Regions from separate parts of the Zea mays genome. Here region 2 is linked to region 1. A link is a contact called in public Hi-C data. All regions are on one chromosome and are shown on one strand. The core of a region is the stretch at or near the end of the contact, and the rest is flanking DNA. Distances in the headings are between cores, read along the strand shown. Region 1 holds the start of LOC103633537 (ruBisCO large subunit-binding protein subunit beta, chloroplastic). Region 2 holds the start of LOC103633550 (filament-like plant protein 4).

Evidence for each region. A called contact is a pair of places that touch in the nucleus more often than the background predicts.
Region 2: a contact with region 1 is called in a Hi-C map of ear, with 2.0 times the contacts expected there. The contact joins the promoter of LOC103633550 here to the promoter of LOC103633537 in region 1. A contact is called at or near these places in 4 of 25 Hi-C or Micro-C datasets (ear, leaf and tassel).

The regions. Positions count from the first base shown.
Region 1 is chr1:33,462,965-33,466,857 of Zm-B73-REFERENCE-NAM-5.0, forward strand. LOC103633537 (ruBisCO large subunit-binding protein subunit beta, chloroplastic) reads right to left here and starts at 2,636. Exons shown (of 13, transcript NM_001351754.1): 1 at 2,275-2,636; 2 at 1,782-1,919; 3 at 1,553-1,648; 4 at 1,219-1,461; 5 at 910-1,144; 6 at 673-842; 7 at 497-574; 8 at 328-399; 9 at 131-238. The coding sequence starts at 2,544.
Region 2 is chr1:33,689,782-33,693,879 of Zm-B73-REFERENCE-NAM-5.0, forward strand. It overlaps LOC103633550 (filament-like plant protein 4), which reads left to right and starts at 1,935. Exons shown (of 6, transcript XM_008655241.3): 1 at 1,935-2,601.

The DNA.
Region 1 (3,893 bases), core at 1,386-3,885:
TGACACTTGACTGTGATTACTAAAACATCGAAGTTATAAAAGGTTAAGGGTCTGCTGATAGCTCCTCAAATTATCAATATTTTTTAAACATAACACCCTTTAAGATAAATACAGGAAATTATTAAAGTACCTCCTGCTCTATATTATCCAACGATGATTCCTTGATTGCGTCAATCTTCTCTGACAGTCTTAGTAGGCTACATCCACCACCAACTACAACACCTTCCTCAATAGCTGCCTGAATTATCCCAAAAAGTTGGTTCAAACTTTGAAACTTGTAGTTGCAGACAACACATGAAATGAAGTATATAGGATTGATCAAGGTACCCTTGTTGTGTTAAGTGCATCTTCAATCCTCAGCTTCTTATCTTTCATCTCAATGATTGTTTGAGCACCAACCTGACATTGAGGCCAAAAATACAATTTTCGGCACTCTAATTGATTTTTTTGTACCCCTTAAATGTTTTACTTCGTCAATTAAAACAATGTATGGTACCTGGATCACTGCAATTGCACCACATAACCTTGCTATCCTCTCACCCAATATCTTCTTGTTGTAACTTTCCTTAGAATTCTGGGAGTTCAAAAGTAAAATACTTTGCAGGATCCAGTAGTAATGCACACATGGTAGATATAACATACAAATTCAAGGTATGACTGGAATAATTCTACCTCAATTTGGCCTTTTATCATAGCAACCCTTTCCTCAACTGCTCGACGATTGCTTCCGTCAGTAACAATTAGTGTTGAATCTTTCGTGATTACCACCTTAGAAGCGGAACCAAGAACCTCTTTTCCTGCCTTTTCCAGTATATGCCCCATGTCATCCCTCACTAGTGTACCTGAAAACCAACGAGAATACGTTGGAGACTGTAATTGCATTGGTTAGGTTGGTGTCGAGTTCTGTACCTCCTGTCATGATTGCAATGTCATCCAAGCATTGAGTCTTTTGTTCCCCAAAAGAGAAGGCCTTAACGGCTGCAACCTTAATTGTCCCTTTCAGCTTGTTTTTTATCAAATCAGCCATTGCCTGTTCTTCCACATCCTCGGCGATTATTAACAACGGATAGTTTTCTTTGACAGCACTGTCCAGTATCCTTATAATCTCACTAGCATCCGTAATTTTCTTGTCAACCAATAGTATCTGCAAACACAAGATGTAGTTCTTCTATTATTTTTTTTCTGCAAAACATTGTATAAGAGGAACAGAGCCCTCACCTGACAGTCAGTGAACTCCACCGTCATGTTACCACGATCGGTAACAAAGTAAGGAGAGAGGTAACCGCGTTCAAATTGCATTCCTTCCAGAACCTCCAGACTGTTCTCGGTGCCTCTTCCATTTTCAATTCTCACCATTCCTTGTCTACCTACTCTTTGAAAAGCATCATAAATCATATTTCCAACAGCATAATCATTTCCCGCACTAACTGCAGCCACATGTGCAATTTCATGGTCTTCAATCTAGAAAACAACAGGTTACACACCACTAAGATATCTCCACAGTGGATTTACAGAGCACAAAAAAAAACTTTTACAAACTCGAAAATCATACCACCCGCGACATCAGTCTGAGCTCAGACACCAAAGCAGCAGCAGTCTTCTCAATGCCACGTGCGACCTGAACTGGGTTGATTCCAGCTGCAAGAACCTACTTTATGAAACAATTATAAGAAGCAATGCAGGATCCTGACTCAGAATCTATAAATCAACAACTTCATCATAGCAACTTTTTTCGCTGTTACCAGTGTATAGAAAACTAATTAGAGAAGAGATAGGCACACCTTCATCCCTTCAGCAATGAGGCCTTGGGCAAGGATTATGGATGTGGTACAACCATCTCCTGCAATATCATTGGTCCTTGCTCCAGCCTGTCGGACCAGCTTCACTCCAAGATTTTCTAATGGATCTTCCAATTCGATCTTGAATGACACAGTGTGATTGATACATGGGCATTGGAAGTATTAAAACATGATCAGAAAAAGGACATGATCGGAACGAGAAGCATCTCATATTAGTACATTAGTGCCCGAAGTCCACAACAATAACAAATTTGCAGTTTCCACTTGTGTTCAGAACAGAGTGAAAAAAAGACCTAACATTGCAAATAAGATAACAAGATCGATCAAGAATTGAACAGTAATCAGTGGAGTGATCAACATGTTTTGTGCCTTCACTTCATCATGCCATTCATTCAATCCAGATCCAGTCTAACCAAATAGCTGCATACTGTTGTTTCGGGTAGCAGCTAGCTAATTTCTGGAAGCATGGCGTTACCTCCTTAAGGACGGTCTCCCCGTCATTGACAATCTTGGGAGGGCCATACTTGTTGCCAAGCACCACGTTCCTCCCCTTGGGCCCCAGGGTGACCCCCAACAACCGTGCCACCAGGTCCACTCCGGCCTGGAGCTTCTTGGTGGCGGAGAGGTCGCGGTTGAAGTGCAGGTCCTTGTACACCGGCATCGGCGGTGGCTTTTTGGGCGGGGAGAAGGGCAGCGTCGGGGGCTTCAGGGACTGAGGCGGAGACGGGGGCGCCATTCGCGACATGTTTCTTCCACCCAGCTGGAAGGAGGCGGCGGTGGTGGACACTGAGCTGCAGAGCTGAGGGGATAGATAAGGCTGCTTGCTGGTGCTGGGAGGAGCCGGGAGCGCGGAGGAGGGCGAAAGGTTTTAAAGGCGTGTGTAGTAGATAGATATGCCGCCATGTCGTGGGGTCGCGCCAAAAAGGCGTCCTTAAATATCTCGCTTGTTCCGTCCGGGCCTTCCGGCGTCTCCTTTGCCGTGTCTACGATGGCGATGCCCGGACGCCGAGGCAGGCGTCGCAGCAGAATATATTATGGGCCGTAAAAAGGCCGACCTAGCGGCGCGGAACAGTTTTCAGTTTCAACGACATGCTGAACCTTTGATGAACAAAAACATTCTCTCACTTCAATCAGACCGAGGTGGAGAATATCATCACCTGCACAAGTATTTTGCTCATGTAGGCATTGCACACCAGATTTGTAGTCCTCATACTCACTAACAGAATGGGTTAAGTTTAAAGAAAACAGATACATACTTGAGACAGGCATATATCTCCTTGCCCAATCCAACATGCCAATCCGTTTCTGGGATGAGGCATTTGTTGGCTTGTTTTGGGCCAATCACCAAACGAACCATAGAGCTGGCGGACGTGTGGGGCCTTGAAGTCCTCTCTGCATGATCGTGGACCATGTGTGACTGCACAGAGGGGCAGGGGCTCTGGTCTTCTCTATGCAGAGGCGGACCGGCGCCCATGGCCACCTAGGCCACGACCCGGGGCGCGCAGGCCCAAAAAAAAGAAATTCTGTCGTAGCCTAGAACTGCAGAACGCCAGAACAGAACCCTAGCAGCCTACGCCAGGCGCCAGCCGCCACGGTGCCGCCGCCAGCCGCGCCCTGGACTCCTCCTGGTCCTGTCCCTCGCCCAAGCGCACCTGCTAGCTGCTCGCTGCTGCTCGCTGCTCGGCCAGCCAGACGCGTCCTCGCTGCTCGGCTGCACGCTTGCACCTGCTCTGCTCCTGTTCGGCTGTCCCAGGAGCGCCGCGCCGCCGCCTGCTCCTGCCCGGCTGCCCGCCTGCCCCTGCTTGGCTGCTTCGACCTTGGCACTTTGCCCGCCCGGTCGGCGGTCGCCCGGCGCCCGCCAGCCGCTGGCCGCTGCGGTGTGGGCGTGCGGCTCGCCTCGCCCCTCGCCGGTCGGCCCTTGCCCGCCTGCCAGCCACCAGGCCACGCGTCGTGGCCCGTGCCGTGCGCCGTCGCGGCTGCAGCTCAGAGCTCACCAGTCACCATCACCGAGTCTGCGAGTCACCAATCAGTCAACACCTCGCCAGCTCGCCCGGCCACGCTCCGTCCGCCCGTCAAAATGAAGAAGAAGCATAG
Region 2 (4,098 bases), core at 685-3,184, 230 kb after region 1:
TTTACCATTATTCACAACTCTTATACATCTCTCTTTTAGTTTCACAAACTTGTACATCTATGTAGAAATTTGTATAACTACAAAATTATAAGGTTTGTGAATAAATTTATTTTTATTTTGTCATATGAAGAAATGATCAAAATAAAAATTGTACATCCTATTGACTTATACAATTTTATAGTTAAAACCTTTTTAAGATAAATTAATTTACTGATTCAAAGTGTGATTTGAAAATTAATTTTTGCCTATTGTAAAAAAAATACTCGGTAAAACATTTCTTTGCCGAGTGCCACAAAGAAACACACTTGACTCAAAAGCTATTTGCCGAGTATTTTATTTTATAGAACATTCTATATTTAGCATCTAACAAAGAGCTTTTTCTTTGCCTATCGAAAAAACATTCAGTAAATTATTTGGAACTCAGCAAAGACTTGTTTTGGTGTAGTGAAGGGATCTAACGCTTCTAAGGATAATCTAGTCATTGCATCAGACCCTTGCACATCTATGCAAAAAATAAGTCTTTTAATTGATATGATACGTTAATGCATATCTTTATAGTACTAGCTAAAACGACTTGTGTGATTCGTTATCCATAAGACCAAATTTAGGCCATGTATAAATACGTTAGAGCTATAAATTAGCTGCTAAAATTAGTTATAGACAGTCCAATTATTAATATAGCTATTAGCTACTTTTAACGAGAGACATTCAAACCTCCGGCTAATTAGCTACACCTTCAACTACCCATTAATTTATTAGCTAGTTCCATCTAGCTAAAATTAGATAATAGTTAGCCAAGTATATTAGCTAACTAATTCTACTATAAATTTTTAGCCAGCTAACTTATTAGGTTATGCATTCAAACATAACCTTCTGTCATGTTTAATTGCACTAGAGATAATAGTTGGCTGCTAAAATGATCTAAAAACATTTAAACAACTCATCTAATAGTTTAGTTATTAGTTGCTTTTAGTTGGAGACATCTAAACATCTCCAGCTAATAGTTCAACTAATTATTAACTATACCTTTAACTACCCATTAGTTTATTAGCTAGTTCAAGCTAACTAAAATTAGTTAATAGTTAGCCAAGTATCAACTAATTTCACTAGCAATTTTTTTAGTCAATTAACTATTAGATCTCACTCAGACAGTCTCAAGTTAACATTGAAGAATTTTTTTATTAAAAGGCTATCTCCACTAGCCTTGTGATCTCACTCTTTATTTCATTTCTTACTAGCCAATTAATCGTGCTTTGCTACGGTTTTTATATATCATATAAATAGGTATTAAAATATTTATTCAAATATAATTATTGCTTATTTCTAAACACTAAGATATGTGTAGTCTGGTGGTTAGCTCCAAATTTCCGGACCTGGGGGTGTGGATTTGAGTGCTCGCTCTGTATTTTTTTGCGCGGTGTGGTAGCTGCGTGGGTGGGGTCGGTTGCTGAGCAGGCACAGTATCTGGCTGTGTGGGCGCTGGGATTCACAGGGGGGCGGGAGAACCAGTCAGAGACCGTGGGGTGGGTCTAGTGTGTCAGCATGTCCACATATCAGTAGCTGATAAAGGGACGTGAGAACCAATCGGAACGCGTGGGGTGGGTCCAGAGTGTCAGCGTGGAGGGTGAAGTTGTGGTAGCAACATGTACATACATCAAATTCTTAATAGAGTAGTATAGATAAATATGTATTGAGATATTTATTTAAATATAATTATTGTTTTTTATAAATATTAAAGTGTGTGGTCTGGTGATTACCCCTAAATGTTTAGATCAATGGGTTATGGGTTTGAGTCCTCGTTTTGCACAATTTTATGCGGTGCGGTAGTATTGAGGGTGAAGACTTGGTACTACCAGCCACTGGGTGCCCAACGTTAGTTTGTTAATATATTAGTATATATCCAGACGTATAGATATTGATATAGATTTTAAACAGTGTGTAAACAGTTTAGTATACGGTACCAATAGTGTCTTGCACACCCTCATATATCCTCGGCTGGAGATGGCCTAAAGAGCACCGCACGGAGCACCTCCATTCCCACCTCTCCCCTAGCCTAGCACACCTCTATTCAAAACTAAAATCAAAACTAAAACACAATCACCTCCACACCACTCATACAGCAGCAGAGCCGCATTGCCAAACCGGGCCAGCCGCAGTGCAGCGCCCCCACACCGCGCACGCGCCGCGCCGGGGAGGCGCCACCACCCGTCCACCCTACGCGCTTTCGCCTGGCGCTAGCGCTCGGTAGTAGTAGCAGGCTAGCTGCGGGAGGAGGCGAGATTCCAAAGGGGAAAAGGCGCCGGGAGCAAAAGCGTAGGCGAGGTGCGGAGGGGGAAAAGCGGCAGTGGGCAGCGGGGAGGAGTCCAGTCCAATCCAGCCGGATCACGGCCGACGCGGAAGCGCAGGTGTGACTGGCTGGAAGGCAAGTGTGCTCGGCAAGCGACGCACGCCACCGACACCTCTCCCGTGGCGATCGGAGCCGCGCGCTAGATCCAACACCCTCACCGGAATCGCGGCGGATTCCGGCGCCGGCGGCCCCGCTCCGGATCTGCATTCCGCGCAGGGGCTTCTCCTGACTGCCTCGCGCCCTCGTCTCTCCAAGTAAACACCCGCTTCCCTTCCTCATGAGTCACGAGCCTGTTTGAGTTTTTTCTATTCTCCGTTCATTAATATGGCGCGATTGCTCTTCCCGTTCGTTTACGCAATGCAATTTCTACTACGTCTTGTTCGGGATTTTTTTTGATCGTGTGTTTGGATAACAGAGCCTGCATCAGGAGTTCCTCTGTTCATGCCGGATGTCACGCTGTCTGAAATTTTACTGTGCATCTTAATGTTTAGACCCAAGATTTCTCCACAGCTTCTGAATATTTCCCCCCACTGCGCCGCTCGCTTTGTTTGTTGGTTCCGCCCTCTGGGCTCTGCTTCGTGTTTCGTTGTCCTTCCTGGACGGAACTCGTAACTCAGTTGCAGCGAGGATCGCTCACGCGGCGGCTGTTCCACACAGATAGTAGCGCTCCGGCAAGTCATCGTGCTGTGCTCCCTCTATGCTTCAGCTTTCCCTTGCCACGCTGGTCTGCTTCTCATGAACTCACTCCTCACACATGGAACATTCCAATCCATCAGAAGCAGCCCGTTTCGCGCGCTACTAGATTTTTATTTTTATTACGGTGTTTTTTTGCCCGTGCAAGAATACGCCCCCCATGGGGATGGATGACTGCTATGCCAATTATCATTAGAAGGTGTTTGGATATCGGAATAACGTTTAGGACAGGTTCTAGATGCTAATTTGGAGGACTAATTATAAACTAATTGAGAGGAATCTATTGAACCTAATTAATTTATAATTAGTCTAGGTTTTACTACAGTAAAAATATGTTAACCATAGATTAATTAACCTTAATAGATTTGCCTCATGAATTAGCCATGATTTATACTATTAGTTCATGTTTAGTTCCCTTAATTGGCATAAAAACAAGACTAACTTTAGTTCGGAGAATCTAAACACGCCCTTGGTAAAAGACGGAGATGAAGAGAGGACGCGCACAAAAACACCAAGGACAATGATGCAGCGGGACATCTGGTTAAAGCCAAATCCACCGAGCGGAGACTGCCATCAATGTCCGTATCGAGTTTGAGGTAGTAGTAGCTCCGAGCTTTTAAGCCCCGTCACGCGCGCCTTCCTTAACGGCCGGAACCACCCGTTCTTTCACCGGGACGCAAAATTTGCTAGAACTGGCAGCGGCAGCAGTATGCGTCCAGTCAGGTCATCTCGGCCGGATAAACATGTGCGACCCCCACGCCGGCGATTACTTCCGCGGGCGTCTTTGGTGCCCGTCTTAACTGCAGTTCTTGCCGGGGCTGGGGCGGCCTGCCTGCGGTTGCCGTTCGCTCTACAGCCTCTGCGCCTGTCAGCTCTCAGCTGCGCCCAAGGCTTGATTATGGTCCATGAGTAGAAGATACCGCGTCAAGTAAGCTCTGGTAGGTGCGCTCACATGAGTAGACAGACTACGCTTACTTGCCGGCGTCAATGCCCTGGCCTGGCACGAAGGTGATCGGATCGGGCGCATTGTGCTGTGCTGTGCTTGCAACTTGGCCTCG